Linked DNA regions of Mus musculus: regions 1 and 3 are each linked to region 2. A link is a contact called in public Hi-C and HiChIP or PLAC-seq data. All regions are on one chromosome and are shown on one strand. Each heading gives the region's core, a stretch centred on a gene start, on an enhancer-like site or on the middle of the called end of the contact. The rest is flanking DNA. Distances are from core to core; before and after follow the strand shown. Region 1 has its middle 19 kb from the start of Gm31603. Region 2 overlaps Gm51605 (a long non-coding RNA gene). Region 3 has its middle 47 kb from the start of Gm31603.

Region 1 (3,095 bases), core at 46-2,545, 210 kb after region 2:
ACACACACATGTGCATCCATATACCAAACAAACATGAACTCACATACACGCACACCCACCACATAGACATGGACACACATACATCGCCACACAAACATGGTCATACATATCACTCAAACATGAACATACACACACACCACTTACATGCACACATGCACATGCATTTGCAATACACACATTGCTTACACACACATGTACAGACATGTACACATGCACACACATTCATACACACACCACATAAACATGGACACACGTACATACATGCACACACCAGATACGTGCACATAGCAATAAAATATAAGTCGATTGATCATGTTTCCCAGCAATCAACACAATAGACCCCTTCCAAGGGAGCAGAAGCCTCCTTACCTACATTTTCTGGAAGCCTCTGCTCTCTATCAGACTGCCAGAAGCCACGGTATAAGTAATGCTTGGGACCATCCCTTCCCTCTCTCCAGTGGAAATCCACCAGTGGACCACTCCTGCCTGTCTCCGTGTAAAAAATCTCTCAGCTTATGGTATCCAGAGAATTCTAAGTCACAGGCCCAGGCCTTCTTTTACCCCAGCCATAACCAGCATGAGGGACAGGCTCCCCCGAGACCCCCTCCTCATACCTGCTATGGTATGATCCCACCTGGAGGGATTTCACAAGGCAAATGAGATAAAAGCTTTGATGCAAGCTTGTCATGCTAAGGAGACCCAGCCAAGGTCTTGGCAGGGCCTGCAGCTTGCTCCAAGGGTGCTCTGGAGGTCTGGCTAAGACTAAGAGAAGTAATCCCAGGGCTTCCAGCTTGCAGGCCCACACTGTGTGGTCCCTAAGACCTGGGATCAGGAGGAGAGCCCTAGGCCAGGGTTCCAGCCGCAGCTCAGGGGGCCCAAGCAGAGACTCTCTCACTGTAGTGAGAAAACTTATATAAATAAACATCAGTGGATATTTGTGCTCATTTTTGCATATTAATAAGCAAAAATGATAACTTTCTAATAACTGGCCAGAGATTTTACAATAACCTCATACCTAGCACTACTCTTGGCACCTAGTAGGAACTCAGAAAGTTTAGTGTGGGACTTCCCAATACCTGTAGTGCTAGGCCCAGACCTGCCTCCTGAGCCCGGGTCCCTGTGCATTCTACAGAGGAAGTATGACTGTCCCTCCTGAGTCCTGGGACCCCATGCGTTCTACAGAGTAAACGTGGCTGCCCCCTTACCTGCAGCTGAGTCATCTCTTATTCATTGTCTACTCTTTACAGTGAAATCAGAGTGTGAGTCAATCCAAACCTCATTGGTTTCCTTGGGACAGATGCTGCTGGCCTTCAGTAAGAATCTGACTCTGGTCCCTCAGCCCATGCAGGCTGACCTTTCCCAGGCTGCACCCTCTCCAGGTTGTTCTGGGCATTTTGATGGCACGCTCCATCTAAATGTCCCCAGAATGCCCTGCCTCTCCCTGGGGAGGGTTTCCTAAAGACTTGCAGGGAACAGAATTGAGACTTGAAGTCTTACCTCTTCTCCAGTGAGACTTTAAGAGCACAACATGACAGTGGGGCTTGGCTGATGGCTCAGTCATCAAAGTGCCTGAACTGTAAGCATGAAGTTTTACCAACACCCTGTTGTGGCAGTACACATCTGTAAACCTATGGCTGGGAAAATGGAGACAGGAGGATCAGTAAGTTCCAGGCCAATGACAGACCTCATCTCAAAAACAACGTGCATCTGGATAGAATGACCTCTGTCCTCTATCAGCATACACACAACCACACACACAAAACCACACATACACACAATCACACAGACAACCACACACACAGAGAACTACACACACACAACCACAGACATACAACCACACGTAACCACACACAGGCAACCACACAGACAACCACACACAGACAACCACACACACTCAACCCTAAGTGCTGTACTAATGGGCGGACCTTAAGTAACATAGACACAGAGAGACAGACAATAACAAGATAAAATATGTTAAAAAGCAAAGCAGATCTAAAGCTTGGAAAGAGAGAAAGAAGACACAGAAGCTGGTCTGCAGTGTGGTGTTACTGCCGGGCTCTACACACTGATTGTTCTACTCAGGGTCACTATTGCTGTGCTGAAAAACCATGACCAAAACAGCCTGGGAAGGGAAGGGTTCATTTGGCTTACACTTCCACATCACTGTTCATCATGGAAGTACGGACCTGGAGGCAGGAACTGATGCAGAGGTTGTCGAGGGATGCTGCTTACTGGCTTACCCAAAATGGCTTGCTCAGCCTGCTTTCTTTTAGAGACAGGACCACCAGCCCAGGGTTGGCTCTCCACCCACAATGTGGTCCCTCCCCATCAATCACTAGTTAAGAAAATGCCTTATAGGTTTGCCTACAGCCAAATCTTACGGAGGCATTTTCTCAGTTGAGGTTTCCTCCTCTCCAGTGACTCCAGCTTGTGTGTCAAGCTGACATAAAATTAGCCAGCCCACCAACTCATGTAAGTGTTGAGTTGAACATTAAATTTACCTGGATGGCTTGGGCTTCCCAGCAGCCAAAGCAAAAAGTGAGATATGGCCAGGCACAGCATTTGCAATGATGGAAGGATAGACCCCTTTGAGCAAACCTTAAGAGTACTCCTCAGAAGAGAAAAAGAACAAGAAATGGGGGACCGGAGAACCTGTAGTCACTGAGGATGGCAGTGCATGCATATGCATGTGTGTGCATGTGTGCACGTATGTGTGTGCATGTGTATGTGTGTGTGCATATATGTGTGTGCATTGTATGTGTGTGTGCACGTATGTGCATGTGTGTGTGCATGCACACACAGAAATGCACATACGCCCATGGTTGTCTTCTTGCTCTTGAGACCATGGCTCCTACTGGCCTGTACCTCACCAATGCAGTTAGGCTGCTTGGTCCTTGAGCCCTAAGGATCTGCCTGCCTCCTCCACCCCATCATTGAGAATAGACTAATGCACCAGCATGAGAATCTGAAGTAGGGTCTTCATTGCTTATACTACAAGCACTTTAGGAACTAAGACATCTCCCCTTCCCAGGACCAAGACTTTTCTAAAGGCATCAAAACAAACAAACAAACAAAACAAAACCAAAAAACAAACA
Region 2 (3,234 bases), core at 68-2,567:
CCTTTCAGTACTGAGAGCTGGCCACAGGGTTGAAGCTTCCTGGTCCCTACTAACTTGATTTCTCTATTTCCAGTAGCCTATGTGTGTGATGTCTTCAGCAATAGGATCCCCCCATCGAGTCTACTGGGTAACCAGGGGCAGAGGCAACACAATGCTCAAGTCTTAATCCCCAGAAGATCATTTCCTCAGAAGATGGATGCATTTGGGGACAAGGCCTTCAAAGAGATGACTAAGATAAAAAGCAGTCAGGAGGATACGTCCTATTTCAACATGATTGATGTCCTTATAAGAAGTAGATTAGGGTACAGGCAGTCATAGAGTAAAGACCACTGAGGACACGGAGAGATAACGGTTGTACCGTGCCCTTGGGAGGCCTCCAAAGACACCAACTCTAAGAAGGCCTTAACCTCAGACTTCTAGCCCCAGAACAAAGAAAATGTTAACTGAATCACTCATCGTGTGGGACACGACTACCGAAGCCAGAGCCATCTTCACAGCTACTTGGTCACATGTCAGGCCTCCTCCAGGTATCAGAGGCTCTTGATATGGTCTGTGATCTGGTCTATCAGCATGAACACCCATGAGGCTGGTGTTCTGAGGGTGTCAACATGTCCACAGGTGGAGTTTGAAAAGTGTGGGGTTCAGCAGACTAGAGAAGAATGTACATATGTTTCAGGCAGGGGTGAGACAGGGACTCCTGTGCTCAAGTGTTAGTGGAGTCGTGACAGGGAGAACATGGTCTGGGAGGGTGTAAGGCAAGGCAGACTTCTCAGAGCTGTAAGCTCGTGTCAAGTGCTGGCCCTGGGGCTGGGGTGCAGCTGAGTTGCTGGAATGCTTACCTATCAGCCGTGAAGTCCTGGGTTTGATCCCCAGCACGATGGTGTGATGATGTGCCTCTATAATTCAAGCACTCAGGAGGTGGAAACAGGAGAACCAAAACCTCAAGGTCTTTCTTGAACACATAGCAAGTTTGAGACCCTGTCTCTAAAAACTAAACAAAACTGGCCTTGAAGCCATTGAAGTCGTTGTCTGGTTCAAGAAGGATGTGAGGCAGTGAGTATCCGGAGGTATAATGATGAGTAGGAGCGGGCACATCTGACCTCCTTGTCTTCCGTTGGTGTTTTGAAACAGATCTTTAAAAAGCCCAAATGAGTTCCCTCTGAGTTCTCCATTAATGAGAAAAAGGCCCGGATGGTACCTGCAATGCTAGCCAGTGACCACCAGATGGCACTCTGTCCCCGCTGTGCAGGCTCACAGCCCAGGGCCTCAGGAAATGTGTCACTGTGCCTCCTTTGCCCGACACTCCCCCTCCTCCCGCAGCAGTCCCGTGTCTACACCACAGGAAGCTCGTCTTTGGGGACATGTGTGAAACTCCACACCGCCTGGCTTAGCTCTGCCTCCTGTTCCTCCTGGGGACATAGCAAGCAAGATCTCACCTACCCTGAAGAGGCCCGAAGAGTCCTCCAGGCGCTCCCGAGCCTGCGTTCTGGCTAGGCACTGAGCTTCCATTTTGAAATCTGCTGCCCAGGAGAAGCACACCCGATGGAAGAGAAGCATATTTCAGAACTATGTATTGATAGATCTGCACCCCTGGCACGAATGCAGCCCTGCAAACACGGCTACCCTGGCATTTAGACCACTTACAGTGGGGTGTAAGACTGACGTAATCCCCAACCTCGGCCCTGGAGAATTAATGAGTTGTTCATGCCATGAGCCGTGAAAGAAAGACTTGCACTGGGGTGGGCGGTTACTGCTTGCCCAGAGTGGCGGAATGAGCCATGGGGCTGGAGGCCAAAGGACTCGGGCCACCCATGCAGGGAATTAACTCCCAGAGATCCATCGCAGGCACGGAGGGCACGGAGCAATCGCTCCATTTGAAGTTTGCATGCCTCTCGGCCCTGCACATCTGAGACTTGGGGTCCATCCCATAGGAACCAGTCCATGACCAAAATCTGGCCGTTGAAAATCTACTGTTGTCAAGCTCTGGCTTTTAGGCAGAGAGCCCTGTCCTTGCTTTCAACTCCAAAAGCAATGAATAATTAATCATCACATTCTTGAATAGAAAGGACGTTTCAATGGATGAGTGACACTTTCAATAGGGTTCTCTGATATTTGCTGTTGCTTCCTTCTGTCTGAAGCAGGACCCCAGGAGTGAAAGGAAGCGAAGACAGAGGCAACATTGTGTTTATTACCGGCTGTGCTTTTGACCCATCAGAAACTGGAGTGGATAGAGAGCAGCTGGATCGGATATTTACCTTGGCACCTGCCCCGCACCAGGCTCTCTCTCTCTCCCATATGTTATATAAGCAGTTTCATGCTCCATACTCGGGGCAATGCTTGGCAGTTGGCTTTGAACCTTTTGTGTGAGTGTATGTGTGCACATATGCCTATGGGTGCCTGTGTGTATGTGTTGCTTGTATGTGTATACATGTGTGTGAAAGGCCAGAAGGCAATCCCAGGTGTCCTTTCTTCATACTATCTGTATTATTTTTTTGAGACTCTTTGATCTGACCTCACCAAGCAGACTAGACTGACTGGCCAGTGAGGCCAAGGGATCTATCTACCTGAGTCCTTGTCTTAGTTAGGGTTTTACTGCTGTGAACAGACACCATGACCAAGGCAACTCTTGTAAGGACAGCGTTTCATTGGGGCTGGCTTACAGGTTCAGAGGTTTAGCCCATTATCATCAAGGCAAGAAGCATTGGCAGCATTCATGCAAGCATGTTGCAGGAGGAGCTGAGAGTTCTAAGTCTTCATCCAAAGGCAGACAGGAGACTAGCTTCCAGGCATCTAGAATGAGGGTCTCCAAGCCTACCCCCACAGTGACATACTTCCTCCAACAAGGCCACACTTCCTAATAGTGCCACTCCCTGGGGCAAGCATATTGAAATCACCAAAGTCCAAGTCCCAAGTACTAGAACTACAAGTGTAAGCCAACACTTCTAGGTTTTTTTGTGTATGTGTTTGTTTTGTTTTTCTCTTTAGTGTGGATTCTGGGCATTAAACTCAAGTCCTCATGGTTGCAGGGCAAGCACTTTACCAGCTAAGTCATCTCCCAGATCCACACCTGGGCTCTCACATGAAGAACCAATGTTTAGAGAGGCGAGGCAGCTTGGCTTGCCCAATGTCACACGTGCTTTAGTAGTTGGCATAAGTCTGACTTCAAAGTCTGGGTTTATCTCTCAGCACCAAAGTTTCATAGACTCATGAACTTCATAGTCAAGATGGACCTGG
Region 3 (2,784 bases), core at 184-2,683, 190 kb after region 2:
TCCATCTACGTTGTGGTTTTGAGATAAGGTCTCTCATTGGTCTGTAACTCACCCATTAAGATAATCCTGTTGTCTTAGGGCTTTTACTGCTGTGATGAAACACTATGACCAAAAAGCAAGTTGAGGAGAAAGGAGTTTATTTATTCAGCTTATACTTCCATATCACTGTTCATCATTGAAGGAGGTTAGGGCAGGAACTCAAGCAGGACAGGAACCTGTAGGCAGGAACTGATGCAGAGGCCATGGAGGGGTGCTACTTACTGCCTTTTTCCACATCGCTTGCTCAGCCTGCTTTCTTATAGAACCCAGGACCACTAGCCCAGAGACAGCGCCATCCACAGTGGTCTGGGCCCTCCCCCACTGATCACTAGTTAAGAAAATGCCTTACAGCTAGATCTTATAGAGGCATTTTCTCCATGGAGGTTCCCTCCTCTTAGATGACAATAGTTTGTGTTAAATCAGTGTAAGTCTAGCCAAGACACATGGGTCCTGGGGGGTAAGCTGAGGACTTCATGCTTAAATGCAGGCTCTTTACCAACAGTGCATCTCCCCAGACCTTCCTAGCTCACTCCTAAGAAGAGGCCAGGGAACTTCTCTGAGCTTTCTTGCATCTGCCCAGTGGAAATGTTGCGCTGTACCCAGGCAGACTGCACTCTATGCTTATTCTGCCAAGGGTCATGCTTTGAAAATATCTTGAATTTTGTTTTTGTAGCTTGTTAACCTTTTCCTTCCTGTGACAATGCTAGTGTTTGTGCTGCCTTCTCAGCAGTAGGAGGCCGTTCTGAGTGGACGCATCAAGGCATTTCCCCCTTAATCTCATTACAAGGGTTTCTCAGTCTTTAATTCTTCCCAGGACTCCCTTGTTGTGAAACAATTTCCTCTTGGAACCCTTTCTGCTTTGTGACGCTAGGAGAGCAAGTATGTTTGGTTTTGTTGAGAAACAAGGAAAGAAAGACAACAGCAAAGAACAAAACCAAGCTACGCATACAGCACAGGGAGCTGGGGAGAGAGCTTGTTGTCTGCCTGGCAAATCACCAACCTGACACACTTAAAAAAAGCTCGGAATGGTGGGGTTCTTGTAAGCCAGTACTGGGGAGGGTAGAGACAGAATCCCTGGGACTCACTGATCGGCCCTGCTAGCTTAGTGAGTTCCAGGTCATAAGAGATCCCATCTCAAAAAATAAGAAATTAAGGTGGATGGTATGTCTAAGGCTGTCTTCTGGCCTCCACCTGTATGCACACAAATTGTGATTACAGAATATAAAATGAGGTCCTGGCATGTAGAAGAGCTGAAGTCTGCGGCTTGGACCAGGTGTTCTGATTCCCAGATTGAATGAGGCTGTCTCCAGGAGGCCATCTTGTCTCTGCCTCTCTCCTCCCTACCTGGGGCTTAAGACATGTGAATGAGCCCACGCTTGACAGCTGCTACCACTCACGTGTTTAGAGAGCATCTTATTTCGTCCTCTTGCCCCTCAGATGTTGTCCATCTGCCTGCTTGGCCGCCCTGATGAGAATCTTATGAGCATGTGGCATTTCCAGAGTTTTTCTTAGTCTAAATGCCATGGACAAATCCCTCCTGAAATCTTATCCATATGTGCTGGGTTCATCCTCAGTCCTTGAAGGAACAGAGCCAGCCTCTCGTTAATTTTCCAATCTTTCCCACTAAAATGTTTAGTTCCCCTTCTGAGTCCTTTCATAGATTATTTCTGCCAAGACAATGGGACAGAGGGTTCCTGGAATAAATGATGGAACTGGAGGGAATTAACCAATAAGATCAACGGTGGAGCCAAGCCAACTGTTGGAGCCTCCCCATCCCATGCAACTGGTACAGGGAGGCAGAAGTGCTTCCCCAACTGTCTGTCCCGGTACCATGTGGCTGTACATGTGTTGCACACAAGTGTCATGCAGATGGAGGTCCACGCCTTGCTTCCTGGGTTTGATTGATGGCAACTAGCCAGGGTTATAGCTGCAGCAATAGGCATTATTAGGGAGGTGGCACCCACAGCACTGGGGGCCATCCATATGAGATTCTTACGAGCATATGGGTTTTTCTTATCACGGTTTTTCTTAGTCTAAACTGCATGGACAAATCTCTATTGAAATCTCATCCACTATGCAAAGTTTATCCTCAGTCCTTGAAGGAACCAAGCCAGTCTCTTTGTTATGCCTAACCTGGTTGGCTTTCTGGGACAGAGCTGTGGCCCCTGATCTGCTGGCAACTCACTTCCTCTTTTCAGTAGAATGGTACTAATGATACCATCCACTTCCAAGTCTTGCTTTCTTGTACATTCATGTAAGAATGAGTAGATATGTATACATGCAAATATATGCATATATCACACATGTACATATTTAGATATGTACATGTTAGGAAGACTGGGTGAGATGAATGGAGAGGAGAGGAGACCTATCAGACAAACCTAAAGGAATCCTAAGCTGACACATCCTTTCATTATGTCCTCATGAAATGGCATGTGTGGGTGAGGGAGGGGTTCTAGGAGCTTCAGTAGCTTACCCATCACCATTAATCCTGCAGTTGGCAGCTTGTGTCAGTTGGCTCAAAAGCAGTGACTCACTCTGACTCAAAGGGCTCTGAAGACTTCTCCTTGAATCCGTCACAACACATCTTCCTCTCTGGCAGCTCTTCATGACTCAGAGGCCCCTCAGCCAGGCCACTGGGAGATTGGGGGATGGGGATGTTTCGAGTGATTGAAAAATCGTGTCTGACACCGGGGAGACAGTTCAGTTAGTAAAGCACAGTGAGTCTCACACTTGTGAAGATTG

Evidence for each region. Hi-C and Micro-C count contacts between places; a contact is called where the count stands out from the background. HiChIP or PLAC-seq counts read pairs in DNA pulled down with a chosen protein or histone mark.
Region 1: an HNF4G HiChIP or PLAC-seq map of pancreatic cancer cells shows a contact between it and region 2. The contact joins two enhancer-like sites. A contact is called at or near these places in 7 of 39 promoter capture datasets (3T3-L1-derived adipocytes, the C10 cell line, cranial neural crest and 4 more), 2 of 15 datasets of contacts at CTCF or cohesin (the NIH/3T3 cell line and large pre-B cells), 6 of 484 Hi-C or Micro-C datasets (the 3T3-L1 cell line, the HL-1 cell line, Sertoli cells and 3 more), 11 of 115 datasets of contacts at active chromatin or transcription factors (T-cell acute lymphoblastic leukemia, differentiating embryonic stem cells, embryonic forebrain and 7 more) and 1 of 9 other capture datasets (embryonic stem cells).
Region 3: a Hi-C map of bone marrow-derived macrophages shows a contact between it and region 2, with 2.4 times the contacts expected there. The contact joins two enhancer-like sites. A contact is called at or near these places in 8 of 39 promoter capture datasets (3T3-L1-derived adipocytes, the C10 cell line, HPC-7-derived erythroid cells and 5 more), 6 of 15 datasets of contacts at CTCF or cohesin (the NIH/3T3 cell line, embryonic stem cells, large pre-B cells and 2 more), 65 of 484 Hi-C or Micro-C datasets (the 63-12 cell line, the AtT-20 cell line, B cells and 36 more), 18 of 115 datasets of contacts at active chromatin or transcription factors (the HPC-7 cell line, bone marrow-derived dendritic cells, differentiating embryonic stem cells and 13 more) and 2 of 9 other capture datasets (embryonic stem cells and macrophages).

What each region holds. Positions count from the first base shown.
Region 1 is chr8:126,709,631-126,712,725 of GRCm38.p6, forward strand. No RefSeq gene overlaps it. Among named protein-coding and RNA genes, the nearest start is that of Gm31603, 19 kb to the right of the region's middle. Within about 2 kb of position 1,296, at least 18 of the 459 cell types and tissues checked have an H3K27ac peak or open chromatin away from gene starts, as enhancers often do. A contact at or near this core is called in pancreatic cancer cells, where this site is marked.
Region 2 is chr8:126,496,449-126,499,682 of GRCm38.p6, forward strand. It overlaps Gm51605 (a long non-coding RNA gene), which reads right to left. Exons shown (of 2, transcript XR_003947621.1): 1 at 840-3,234. Among named protein-coding and RNA genes, the nearest start is that of Gm51605, 2.6 kb to the right of the region's middle. Within about 2 kb of position 1,318, at least 354 of the 459 cell types and tissues checked have an H3K27ac peak or open chromatin away from gene starts, as enhancers often do. A contact at or near this core is called in 3T3-L1-derived adipocytes, the 63-12 cell line, the BV-2 cell line and 9 more, where this site is marked.
Region 3 is chr8:126,681,543-126,684,326 of GRCm38.p6, forward strand. No RefSeq gene overlaps it. Among named protein-coding and RNA genes, the nearest start is that of Gm31603, 47 kb to the right of the region's middle. Within about 2 kb of position 1,434, at least 56 of the 459 cell types and tissues checked have an H3K27ac peak or open chromatin away from gene starts, as enhancers often do. A contact at or near this core is called in 3T3-L1-derived adipocytes, the 63-12 cell line, the BV-2 cell line and 8 more, where this site is marked.